Linked DNA regions of Mus musculus: regions 2, 3 and 4 are each linked to region 1. Evidence: chromatin contacts called from public Hi-C and HiChIP or PLAC-seq data. All regions are on one chromosome and are shown on one strand. Each heading gives the region's core, a stretch centred on a gene start, on an enhancer-like site or on the middle of the called end of the contact. The rest is flanking DNA. Distances are from core to core; before and after follow the strand shown. Region 1 holds the start of Bdnf (brain derived neurotrophic factor). Region 2 has its middle 160 kb from the start of Kif18a. Region 3 has its middle 35 kb from the start of Lin7c. Region 4 has its middle 150 kb from the start of Bdnf.

Evidence for each region. HiChIP or PLAC-seq counts read pairs in DNA pulled down with a chosen protein or histone mark. A called contact is a pair of places that touch in the nucleus more often than the background predicts.
Region 2: a CTCF HiChIP or PLAC-seq map of the NIH/3T3 cell line shows a contact between it and region 1, with 7 read pairs. The contact joins the enhancer-like site here to the promoter of Bdnf in region 1. A contact is called at or near these places in 1 of 15 datasets of contacts at CTCF or cohesin (the NIH/3T3 cell line), 1 of 484 Hi-C or Micro-C datasets (liver), 2 of 115 datasets of contacts at active chromatin or transcription factors (both in embryonic stem cells) and 2 of 9 other capture datasets (embryonic stem cells and pancreatic islet).
Region 3: a contact with region 1 is called in a FOXA1 HiChIP or PLAC-seq map of pancreatic cancer cells. The contact joins the enhancer-like site here to the promoter of Bdnf in region 1. A contact is called at or near these places in 13 of 484 Hi-C or Micro-C datasets (the 3T3-L1 cell line, 3T3-L1-derived adipocytes, the AML12 cell line and 8 more), 5 of 115 datasets of contacts at active chromatin or transcription factors (a colorectal cancer cell line, embryonic stem cells, neural progenitor cells and 2 more) and 1 of 9 other capture datasets (adipose tissue).
Region 4: a Hi-C map of cerebellum shows a contact between it and region 1, with 2.3 times the contacts expected there. The contact joins the enhancer-like site here to the promoter of Bdnf in region 1. A contact is called at or near these places in 9 of 484 Hi-C or Micro-C datasets (the NIH/3T3 cell line, cerebellum, embryonic fibroblasts and 4 more), 3 of 115 datasets of contacts at active chromatin or transcription factors (astrocytes and embryonic stem cells) and 1 of 9 other capture datasets (adipose tissue).

The regions. Positions count from the first base shown.
Region 1 is chr2:109,692,021-109,694,931 of GRCm38.p6, reverse strand. Bdnf (brain derived neurotrophic factor) reads right to left here and starts at 1,369. Exons shown (of 2, transcript NM_001048142.1): 1 at 1,023-1,369.
Region 2 is chr2:109,442,285-109,445,195 of GRCm38.p6, reverse strand. No RefSeq gene overlaps it. Among named protein-coding and RNA genes, the nearest start is that of Kif18a, 160 kb to the right of the region's middle. Within about 2 kb of position 1,480, at least 26 of the 459 cell types and tissues checked have an H3K27ac peak or open chromatin away from gene starts, as enhancers often do. A contact at or near this core is called in the NIH/3T3 cell line, where this site is marked.
Region 3 is chr2:109,854,304-109,857,214 of GRCm38.p6, reverse strand. No RefSeq gene overlaps it. Among named protein-coding and RNA genes, the nearest start is that of Lin7c, 35 kb to the left of the region's middle. Within about 2 kb of position 1,359, at least 20 of the 459 cell types and tissues checked have an H3K27ac peak or open chromatin away from gene starts, as enhancers often do. A contact at or near this core is called in a colorectal cancer cell line and pancreatic cancer cells, where this site is marked.
Region 4 is chr2:109,545,582-109,548,492 of GRCm38.p6, reverse strand. No RefSeq gene overlaps it. Among named protein-coding and RNA genes, the nearest start is that of Bdnf, 150 kb to the left of the region's middle. Within about 2 kb of position 1,517, at least 3 of the 459 cell types and tissues checked have an H3K27ac peak or open chromatin away from gene starts, as enhancers often do. A contact at or near this core is called in cerebellum, where this site is marked.

The sequences.
Region 1 (2,911 bases), core at 120-2,619:
CCCCAAGTCCCCATCCCCAGTTTCCTAGCCCAGGCTCCACCCCCAACTCACGAATTGTTTTCACTAAAACACCAGTTCAAACTCAAACTCACAGCCTGTGGCTCACCGCCCTCAGCAGCCCCGGGGGGAACAACACCACCCCCCCCCCACCCCCGGCAGCAATTTCCCCTTCTTCCTTGTCATCAAGCACAAAGCCCCCATCTTCAGCTATTTCTTTCTACGCTTAGGTCGCTTATCCATTGCTCTTCCTGTTTCAGCATCCCTGGAAATCAAAACTAGCCTCTTCATCCTCCATAAACACCCAACCTACTCCCGGATGAAAGTCAAAACTTTCACTTCCTCAGGAGGATGCCCAAAGGGAGGTGCGCAGGATGGACAGAGGGTCGGATACAGGCTGTCCTGGAGTTCCGCAGACCCTTTCAGGCCCCAGCGATAAGAAGGGTCCCAAGTTTTCCTAGTTAAACGTTGACCTTGGACCTGTAAGTAAGCTTTGGTAGTACTCCCTAGAGAGCAGGTGACAGTGAACAGCCTGTTGTGATACCCAGGAAAAGAGATGAGGACAGAAGGCGCCAAGACCCATTCTCGGACTACACACCACCCCGGTCCAAATTTGCGTGGAGAGTGCCTAAGCCGGTGGTAAGGGCTCTCATCCCAGCCCTGTCCCGGTGCCATCCGTCTGAGCCCCCAACAGCTGTCGCTCTATATCTCTCTCACCACCCTTCCTCGTCTGCGGGAGGACTTCGGGGATCCCCGGGACGCAGGCTTAGCTCCCATGGCGCAAGTCGTCCTCTTCCCTTGGCTTTTTCTCTCACACTGAAGGGATTCCTGGGGTCGCACTGTCCCTCAGAGTCGTGGGATCCCGGGAGAACGCTCCCCAGGAGCAAGCCCGCCCCTCCGCTGTCCCGGGACGAAGGTGAAGCCGGAGTTCTGCAGTCCCACAACTTCTCAGTCCCCTAGCCAACTTTCCCGGGCGCACGCGCCTCTGGCTCTCGCACTTAGCCCCACGCCCCGCAGTCGCCTACCTCAGGGTCCACACAAAGCTCTCGGATCCCCGGCAGTGGAGTCACATTGTTGTCACGCTTCTGGTCCCTGCGCCCTGCCCTGGGCCCCGTGCGCTTTCTCGTCTGCCCCAAGGCAGTGGTGGCAGTTGAAGGAACCGGGTCTCATCAAAGCCTCCCAGGCGGAGGTGGCGCGCCGCCCCAGGCGGTTTCCTTCTCCAAGCCCGGGAGTCCCGGGCGCACTGGGAACCGTGCGACAGCCAGCCAGCGGGTGCGCCCCGGCACGGCAGCAGCGACGGGCACCCAGAGCTCAGCCAGAGCCAGGCACTGGGGTCAGACATTATTTAGCTCTTCGGTTGAGCTTCGATTGGTCAGACAGCGCCGCCCCTATCCCCTCCCTGCTCCGCCGCGCCACCGATACCCATTGGGGTGGCTGCTTAAAGGGGACGACGCGCCTTTTCCTTGCGGGGGCTCAGCCCTCGGAAGCCCTCGGAAGCCCTCGGAAGCCCTCGGGGTATCCCTGATCGCCTTGCACTGGCTTCTCTCCATTTCCCCGGAGCTCGCTGCTTAAACCCAAAGCTCTGTGCCTGCCCTCTGCGGTCTCCGCAGGGTGCCCTTTGCTAGGAGGGGTGGTCGAATCCCGGTTCCTAGGCACCCTACTCCCCGCAATGTGCTCTAGAGTAGGAGGAAGCGAGTGTGAGTCTCACACGTTCAAATCTTTCTCCCCTGGTTTGCAACTCTCCCCATCTTTTCCATCCCAGCACCCAAGTTCTGTGGGAGAGGGCGTGCATCCACCCCCACCCCCAGGCCCCGGCCCCAGACACACCTTCCCGCACCTTCCCGCACCACAAAGCTAGAAAAAGCGAACACACAATGAAACTACACAGAGTGTGCGGGGTTATGGTTTACTCCGCTACCTTAAACACATCGGCTTAACCAGAGTTTGCGCCCTGACCTCTCCGGAGTGTGCCTAATAGAATTCAATCAAGATAATAACAGTATTTTTTATTAATGAATAACCCCGGATAGCATTACACCAAGTTACTGCTTCTAGCCGGGAAGCCTAGGCAATAACAGACCTCACTAAAGCCATATGCTTCCCAGCAGACCAAACGGGGGCGGGGGGGGGGGTGAGGAAAGAGAAAGAAAAGAAACCCACCTTTTTCAGTCACTACTTGTCAAAGTAAACATCAAGGCAGCTGCTCTGGGGAAGACCGGTCCCCAAGGTTCTAGACTCTTACTATATATTTCCCCTTCTCTTCAGTTAAAAGGGGGAGGGGGCGAGTCTTTGGTGGCCGATATGTACTCCTGTTCTGCAGCAAAGAAGTTAAATTATTGATAGTGGAAATTGCATGGCGGAGGTAATACTCGCACGCCTTCAGCGAGAAGCTCCATTTGATCTAGGCAGAGGCTGGGAGATTTCATGCTAGCTCGCCGGGGGTGGGTGGGGGGAGCGGCAGCGAGAGCAGTCCTCTCCTCGGTGAATGGGAAAGTGGGTGGGAGTCCACGAGAGGGCTCCACGCTGCCTTGACGTGAGCTGTCATATGATACCTCCTCTGCCTCGAAATAGACACTCTAGTGCACGAATTACCAGAATCAGAATTCCGCGCATTTAAAATGATACATCTTTTATTAGAAGAATTCCGTTCCAGGGCATTGCATGCTTTGTAGATGTTTTCACTTCCAGTCCTAGCAAATTCACGCACACAGAAGCCAAGCCTGTCATTATCTAGGCAGCAACAACACATCAATATATATATGTATATATACTTAACCAGGATTTAGGGTGAGGGGTGGGTAGCTCACTAAGCCCCCTTCCTCTAGAGCAGAGAGTGGTCTTTGGACCGTTTTTGTTTGGTTGTTTGATTTTTTTTTTAACCTATGAGAGATCAGTTACATGACTAGGTTCTGGA
Region 2 (2,911 bases), core at 231-2,730, 250 kb after region 1:
TCAGTTGGGCATTCTGCGGTAGTTTCCATAAAAGAAGCTTATTTAATGAGAGGCAAGAGCTAAACCTATCTGTGGCATAAGGATACATTTAGAAAATAGTTAGAAATTATACAGGCGTAGGAAAGTAGCAGTCATAGGTTCTCCTCAATCATTTAATGATCTCTCAAGCCTTAGGTAGTTTGCTAGATTTACAGTACCAGGCATAAATTCCTTCCTGTCTAGTGGGCCTTAAGTACATTTAGGCAATTCTCAGCTATTCCCAAGATGGAAAAAAAAAGTGTCATTGTTGTACCACCCTACTACTGTGGGTATCTTTCCAGCCCAGTCACTTTTGTGGTTCATGGTACTACTGTCATGGTAGGACTACTGATTTTTCCCTCTCGGGAGCTTGCATAGCACCTTCTCATATGAGAGCTAGTCCTAAAAGGGGAAGCTTCTGGGCTTCAACTCCAGCATGATTCCTCCCAGACTGTCATTTGAAGGTCAGAAAAACATGACCCCTATAATTAATATAGAAATTAGAGATTCCTTGTAAAAAATATCTCTAAACAAATGTTAGTCTAGCAAGGAGGATTTGGAAAGTCAGAGAATTAGCCATGGAATAAGCTGTCAAAAAGCTGCAGATTAATACATTGGAACTTTAAGGACAATCTTAGAAGTAGGTGTGGTCTCTTATGAGGGGCCCAAAGGGGTAGCTCTCAGGGGTTTCATTGGAAATTGCTTCTACCCCTTGGATGGCTACTGACTCTGCATAGCTGCCGCCTCCATGCTTTTGCTGGTGGGCCTGGGGCACATTTTGTTCAGCAGGGATAGCAGTCATGAAACTGTTCTAAACAGAAAGTATAGGCAAGTAGAGACAACCGGGGTCCACTGGCTACTTTTTTACCTGTCTCATACCATCTTAAACTAAGGTGGCCCACTTAGAGCAATGGCTCCTGCTTTCCTACTGTGGGTCAAACTCCATGTCAGTTCCTTTCCAGGGAAGAACAGCTCACAGCCAAGGCAACAAAAAAAACAATCTGTGAAAAGAGCCAGAGAAACAAGGGTAGAAATTTTGCTCTAGCATAGGACCCTTGAGAATGTCATAGAAGGCAATGGCATGCTGTTACAAAATGTCTCAAAAGAGACAAGATGATATGTGATGAGACTTGGGTGGAAAGATTAGCTTATCACATGACAATGAACCCTGGATTTTTAGAGGAAAGAAAGTTGGGTGTGTATGGCCACTGATACATTCATAGGAGACAGGTGCATGGAAATTAGAAGGACTTTCCTGTAGAGGCAGAAAGGAAGGATGCAGCTGAGCCTAGCACAGTCAAGAGTCAAATCAGGAGTGTGGAAATTTTTGTGAGGTCAGAAAAGAGAACGGTGTGTTTAAGAAGGAACATGTAGCTTAAAAACACATGACTGTAGACTGAGTAATTGAATAAAGACTGAGAGCTTGGTTGCTAAGAGCAACATGGATAAGAAAAAGCACGGTTTCCACTGCTCTGCAATAAGAGCTTTCACAACACAAGGTGTGATTCAGCACAGGAGAGCTGTGTCTGCATCACGTCTGTGTCCAGAAGGGGCTGTGTACTACTTAATGGACTAAGGAGCAAACCTGGAAATGAGAAGCTAGGGGGAAGAGAGCTGCACATCCTCTGAGGTACAGCTCACTGGAGTCTGTAACAATAATTAGATCAATATTTAGAGCAGAGCCTCTCGACCTTAGCACAAGTGACAATTTATCTTGGACCATTCTTAGTCAGGGAAGGCTGCTTTATGCCAGTTAGACTGGTTAGTGGACTTTCTAGCCCTTATTCCATAGACAACAATAGCGGACCCTCAACTGTAATTCCTAAACTTTTGTATAGAGTTTGTCAAATGCCTTCTGGACAGCAGAATCATCTTGATTGGGAACATGAATTTACAATAAAGTACCCTACACTTTTCCCTTTTGCTCTTGCCCCTTTGTCCAAATGCAGTTCAAAGGGGCCTCACTAAGACTGGCATTGTAACTCGGTGACAGGGTGCTGTCTTAGCACAAAGTAGTCCTTTGTTTCAGTCTGCAGCACTTGGAATTGTGGTTTGGAAAACAACACTTTCCTTGCCTACTTCCTACCCCCTCTGATGGCCCAGTGAAGGGAAAAGCAGTCCCAGGCTTCTCTTTAGGAACATTTCTCTTTGGTCTAAGTTGGCTGGGACCCTCTTCTGAGCAATAGCCATTTCACTGGACTGCATCTGTATATTTAATTACCACCTGGCTCCAGCAAGCAACTCTTTCACTTCCCCACAGGCCATAACCCCTAAGAAGCAAAGCCTTCAGGCTTCAATGAGTCAGCCTTGACAGGGCCAGAGAAGAACAGAATCAGGGGAGGGCAACTGCTACGGAGGATCCGGGGTATCTGAAGACATTTTAATCAGTAGGCAGTGAAGATGTTTGTACACCTCTTCTGCAGAACCTTTTGTTTGGTGGGCTCGGCATGGGGGCCAAGAGGGAAGGTAGAGGAAATGAGGAAGCCTCTCAAAAACAACAGAAGTGATATCTTCTTGTGTATTTATAAAGACAAGTTTTTAAAAAGAGATTTGTTGGACAGTGAGTCATCACCAACATTTGATGGATATGATTCAGATGACCTTCCCTGACAGCAGATTCTGAAAACACAGGCTAAAGTTTCCTGATTGTTCCAAACCCCTCAAAGAGTTCTAAAAGACAGTATTGTCAGCTTGGTTTTTAATCATCCAGATCTGTGGTAGGGTTGTTCGTAGGTTCAAAGCAAATAACCACCCCTGGCTCTGTCCAGTACAATTGATGTTTAGTGTCAGGCCCAGGACACAGGCATAAGGTGGAATTCAAAGTCTGTCTGACTTAGGAGACATTTTAGCAACCCAGTCTTTCATTGACTTTTTTTTTTTTTTTTTGCGATCA
Region 3 (2,911 bases), core at 110-2,609, 160 kb before region 1:
TGGTCAGGTTGTTTCATACAGCAATAGAAACTTTAGTGAAGACAACTTCCTTGTTTTGTTTTTAACCCCTCTCTCTCCCCCTCCTTCCTTTTAAAAAATAAAATAAAAGAGAAAGAACATGAAGTTGGTTGGATAGGGAGGTGGATAAGATCTCAGAGGAGTTGGGGGAGGGGTAAACATGAACAAAATATATTGAGTGAAAAGTTTCTTTTCAATAGGAACAAGTTAAAATGAAAAAAAAAAAAACCCTCAGTGTCCAGATTATACTCCCACCAAATATGACGCTCCAGCCATTGGAGGGTTAAATTCCCAGTGATTCCCAATAGTAAGCCTAGGTCATGAAACTTGGCTTTAGACTAGAGCTTTACAACTTATTTTCCAGATCTTTTTGCAGAGGAGGTGGAGAAGAAAGAATATAAGTTAGAAGGGAGGAACAATAATAATAACAGCAACAATAAACAACAACAAAAACAAAACTAAAACCAAAACAGAGCTCAAGTCCTGACTCTTATGTTGGAAATCTCTCCTCTATCTGAGCTTCAGTGTTCATTTTATAAAATAGAGAAAGTAAGCACTATTAGCCATCAGGAATATGATGCAGATCAGATGGGGTAATGAATGTGAAATATCCAGCAACCACTTAGCTATTCTCCAGTCCTACCTTCCCCCCCTCAAGTTCATTCAAACACTTTACCATTTCCCTGTGTCTTCATATTGTGCCCTCATTTTTAGTGGTAGTGGTGAGGTCCCTGTGTCCTCATTTTTGGAGGGAGTGGAGTTTAAGGTAAGGTTTTTCTATGTAGCCTTGGCTACACAGAACTCACACCGTATTGTAGACCAGGTTGGCCTTGAACTTACAGACATCTCTGTTTCGCAAGTGCTTCCATCAAAGACATTTGACCCCACTGCCCAGCTATACTGAGTCCTTTTATGAGCAAAGTTTCCATTTTTGGTTGTAAATGGAATTAGAAATGGAGCTTCAGAAGTGTTCACGAATGAAATACAGTCTAGAAACTGGGGCTGTGTTCTCAAGACAACTTCGTGCTGTTGCTATTGCTCTGCTCAGCCCTCTGAACCCCAGAGTTATGGATCTGCCAGTTTGCTGAACGTTTACTCAGAAGGGCAATTTCATTGCAAGAGAACATTTCAGCTCTTACTATTCACCTTCTGAATCCCTCCATCCGGCTCGCTGAGTTCCCCTGAATGTGCCCCCAAGCACCTCTTGTTTAGTCTCATTCAGCAAATTAAGGAAAGTTCCAGGATGTTTTCTTATTTGGCAAGTGCTGAGTTCACTGTAACCCAGGCCTGCCAGAGAACAAATAAACCCCACACCACACACACCCACTCCCTTGACTGACACTTGGTACTGGTTAGAACAGAATCTTCTAATATTAGGAATGGTAGCGTGAGGATCGTTTCATAACCACAAACACAGCAAAACTATCGTGAAATTAAGCATGACTCATTGTCAAAGGAACACGAGTCATTGGATCAACTCCCCAGGTTGCTCAAATGGGGACAAGTTCTCCACCAAACTCACAGTCGGCTATTAGTCTTCCCTCTAATTGATAGTTATTTCTGAAAGTGCCTTGACCACACACACTGATTTATTTTTAAACCTCTCCTAATTCCTTCCTCACTGAGTAACACTATTTTGGCAAGCATCATTCTCTTATTTCCTATATATTTAAATATCTTTTTAATTAAACTAGACTGTGATTTGAGAATATAGATTATCTTAATGCATACTATCTTAATCACGGGAAACCTGACACACTGCAGGATCTAGTAGATATAAGTTAAATGTATTGTATATTCTTTATCCATGAGCAAGGGTTGTTTCTAGCAAGGTAAAGAACTATGTTTATCTTATTCCTTGGGATTCGGTGATCGAATACATTTTTTGCCATGATATAGCCACAGATGAATGGTGGGAAGAGTGAAGTGTTCGGGGGGAAGGAGAAAGGATGAACAAAGGAGAAAAGAAAAGAGGGTCTAGTGAGTATTATATAGTATTCTAGCTTCTAGAGATAAAAAAAAAATAAATTGAGCTACCTACAATATGTGTTCTTGGCGTGTTCATGTGCATGCCTGTGTATTTCAGGAGAAGCAATGAAAAAGGAAATAGGTAAGTGCCGTAGAACTGTTGGATGATGATAAACTCTGCAAAGAGAAATTAAGGCAGTAGAGCCTTGGGTGGAGTGTGGGCTGTGGGAATGTTAAGCAAGTCCCTGAGGTAGAGAGAAACTAGAGACTTTGCAGAAAGCCTTCAGCCCTCAGGCATTAGCAGGGCAGGTGAGGGCAGAGCAGAAGAGAATGAAAAATCCCTTTCTGCTGGTAGACAAGCTTGAGGGGAGAGAGCTTTAAATTTTATTTTATTTTATTTTTTTTTGGATGAGTGTTTTCCCTGCATGTATGTCTATGTACCATTGGCGTAGTTGGTATTCACGTAGGCCAGAAAGCATGTTAGATCCCTTGGAACTGGAGTTACAGACAATTGTTAGCCACCATGTGGGTGCTGGAAACTGAAGCTGGGTCCTCTGCAAGACCAGTGAAGTGCTCTCCTGTAAAGCTGACTTTAAAATCCACACAAGAAGACTGTATGGCATGAGCATGACCCTTAGCATACTGCATTCTGTGCTTGGAACTTGCTGAGAGGATGAATCTTAAATTTTAACACATACAAGTAGAAACACTATAGTGGTGACCATTAAACACATCATTTTTGATTTTGTTTGTTTTTGTATTTGGTCATTACATCCGAATACAACTTTTGAAAGCTTAAAAAATAATTCAGAAAGGCAAAGAAACCTAATTATCCCAAACAATCTGGGGAAAAAAAATTAGGAGCAAGTGCATACAAGGACTCATTAGCCATTCAGGAGAGAAAAATTAGAGTGGAAATAAAGGA
Region 4 (2,911 bases), core at 268-2,767, 150 kb after region 1:
GACTGTTCGAGAACACTAGATGGGTCAGTTCTGCAGTCTACTTACTAAAGCAACCTAATCTGGAACTGGGGAAACAGAATATTCAATTCAGCAAAGTCCTTGCTACAAAGCATGGATCATTAGCATACATATGAAAGCCAGAGTCTGGAGTGATATGTGTATGCAATCTTAGTGCAGAGATAGGTGGTTCCCTGAAGCTCACTGGACAGCTAGTCTAGCTGAATTGGTAAAATTCAGGTCCAATGAGAGGCTGTCTCAAAAAAATAAAATGACCAAGAAAGACCCATATATGCACACACATGTACCTGCACACAAATACACTCATAAACACAAACATGTATATAAACATGCTACGTACATACATACCATCAACAGAAATACATAATCCCAGTCATGGGAAAGTCTCAGCATGCTGTTGGAAATTTTATAATACAATTGACAAATACTCTTTAAAATGTTTCACAAACGATTAAAGACTAAAACAAACAGCAAAATAGTTTCCCAAAAGATTAAAGACCAAAACAAACAAACAAACAAACAAAAAATTATCACAAACTAGAAGAGACAACAGAAGCAACAGCTTAGTACAGTATGATATCTCAAGTTTTATCCAGGAACAAAACTGTACACACAATGCATTAAAGGAACGGCAAATAGCAAGCAGAAGCTGTGACCAGTGACATGCTACATTTATGCATGGTGTGGTTCTAGTCATTATAGATCAAACCAACGTTATGGTGACACTGGGCAAAGGGCATATGGAAACTCACTCTGATATCTGTGGAACTTTTTACAAAGTCATTGTCATAAAGTAAAAAAGATATATTCTTGAAGGACAGACAAACTCTAAGGCAAATGACATGTCCCTGTATTGATGAATAGACCTTATGTGGAAAGATGAAATTCAGGTGAGCAGCTAGGAGATCCTCATAGAGGAGAGCCAGCAGAGTGGAGATGGTTTGGCCCAGAGGAAGGGGGAGGTGGTTGGATTCTGGAAAGCTTTGACAATAGAGCTATCAGTATTTGCTGGTTGAATGATTTTGAGAGAAAAAAAATACGATTAAAGATGTCTTTTATTGCATCTAATCCAAGCAACTGTGCATTTGACTGAATGTGTTTGTAAAGCACTCTACATTTGTTATTCCTAACACTCAAAGTTCTGTCTTGGAGCCTATTTTAACTAGCAGCAGTAATAGTTTCCAAGTATTTGAACTGGGCAATCTGTATGGACTGTCCCATCTGCTCTTCCCCTGCTTGGTAGGTGTTCTTGCTACACCTATTTAGCAGAGAAGAAATGGAGGCAGAGGCTGAGCAGCTTCATGATGTGCCAGCGTGTGAGTAAGAGATTTTTGTATGGAAATATCTAGAGTCTGACTCTGGGGCCCACACAGTTAACTGGTGCACTCTGCTAATTTTACAGTTGAGAAAATCGACATTTAGGAGGTTGGATAATCTGCCACGAGTCATACTGTTCCAATGTGGCAAAGCCAGGTTTTGGTGCCAGCTCTGATTCCAAAGTCCACATTCTTCACCACTCTGCTCTGCTGCTGGAACAGGAATATTAGAATGGAGGGTGTTAGGTGCTTCCATGGCAAAGCCCGCATGAAGCCAAGGGCTGTTGGTGAAACGCAACTTAGGGGTAAATACAGGAATATCGCAATATGTATGTATGTAGGGCAGGAACTCGACTGGTGTTCACATTCAGTGTTTGCATACTGATTAAGACTGTTTGATGGCCCTGAACAATGAGGAGGGGATGCTATTATCAGGCTCAAGGCAGCAACATAGCTCCATATGCTGGAACCACATGTACCCAGAAATCCTGCTATGCCCATCAGCCTCTCTGGTTAGCGGCCAGCTGGAGAGGAGAGAAAAATCATGCACTCATTTTAATGGGCCAAAAGGTCCCTGTTTTTACCTTTCTACTCTATTAAAGGCATTGTTCACATATTTTTGTTCCTCAATCATAGAGAACTATTTTCAGTCTCTGAAAAATAGAGTTTTCTTATAACAATAAGAGGACACCCCAAAATAACTAGCCCTGACCACTATGGAAATAATTTGCCCTTAGTACTAAGCCAGACATGTTTTTTGGTTGCTAAATTATTTTATGTCACTTCTAGTCTGTTTTATACTGAGCATGTGAATTGTATAAGTATCTTAATTATTGCTGAGGTGTCAATTACTTGAAAGAACTCTAAAATAAGACTTTCCAGATATGAGCCTGGAGTCTACATCCTTCTCTCTTGAGCATGGTACCTCCTTAAAACAGAGCCATAATCTTTAGAAGGGGTCAGTATATGCATTTCCCGTGAGTATCTCACTGGGCATAAGGAAGACACTATATGTAGAGAATTTAGTGATAACTTCTGACTCTGGTTGAGGATAAAGAGGCTAGACCTTTGAATGAGGTCATTTCCTTTCTCTCTTGTTGTCCTTTCTGGGGACTGAACTCTGAACTCATATTATCAGACAACAAGAATACTCCTGGGAGAAGAGAGATCATCACATGGGGGTCTGAAGGAAGTGGAGGGAGGTGTTTTTTTTTTTTTCCAGAAAAAGTGATCATTTTGGTTTTTATGGTTTAGCTCATAGCAAATCAGCCCAACAAAAGCTTGTGTTTTTTATTTTCCCATTCTCAAGGGGACACATGTTCAGAGTCTCCAGTAAATTGGACTTTCAAAGGTAAATGTAAATTCTGGTGTTAATTTATTTAGAGTAAATTATTCAAAGAGTCATATGTCAGCAAACCTCATTTTGTGGCACTATATTAATGTCTTCCTTAAATACAGCTCACCCTTTCTAAAAGCTGTTTTATGGGTCCAGGAAATCTGTCTATTACAAAGAAGTGCTTATTGTAAAGGATGTTTTAGTTCTTGGGTTCAATTAGGGAGAGAGCCAGGGTCAATGG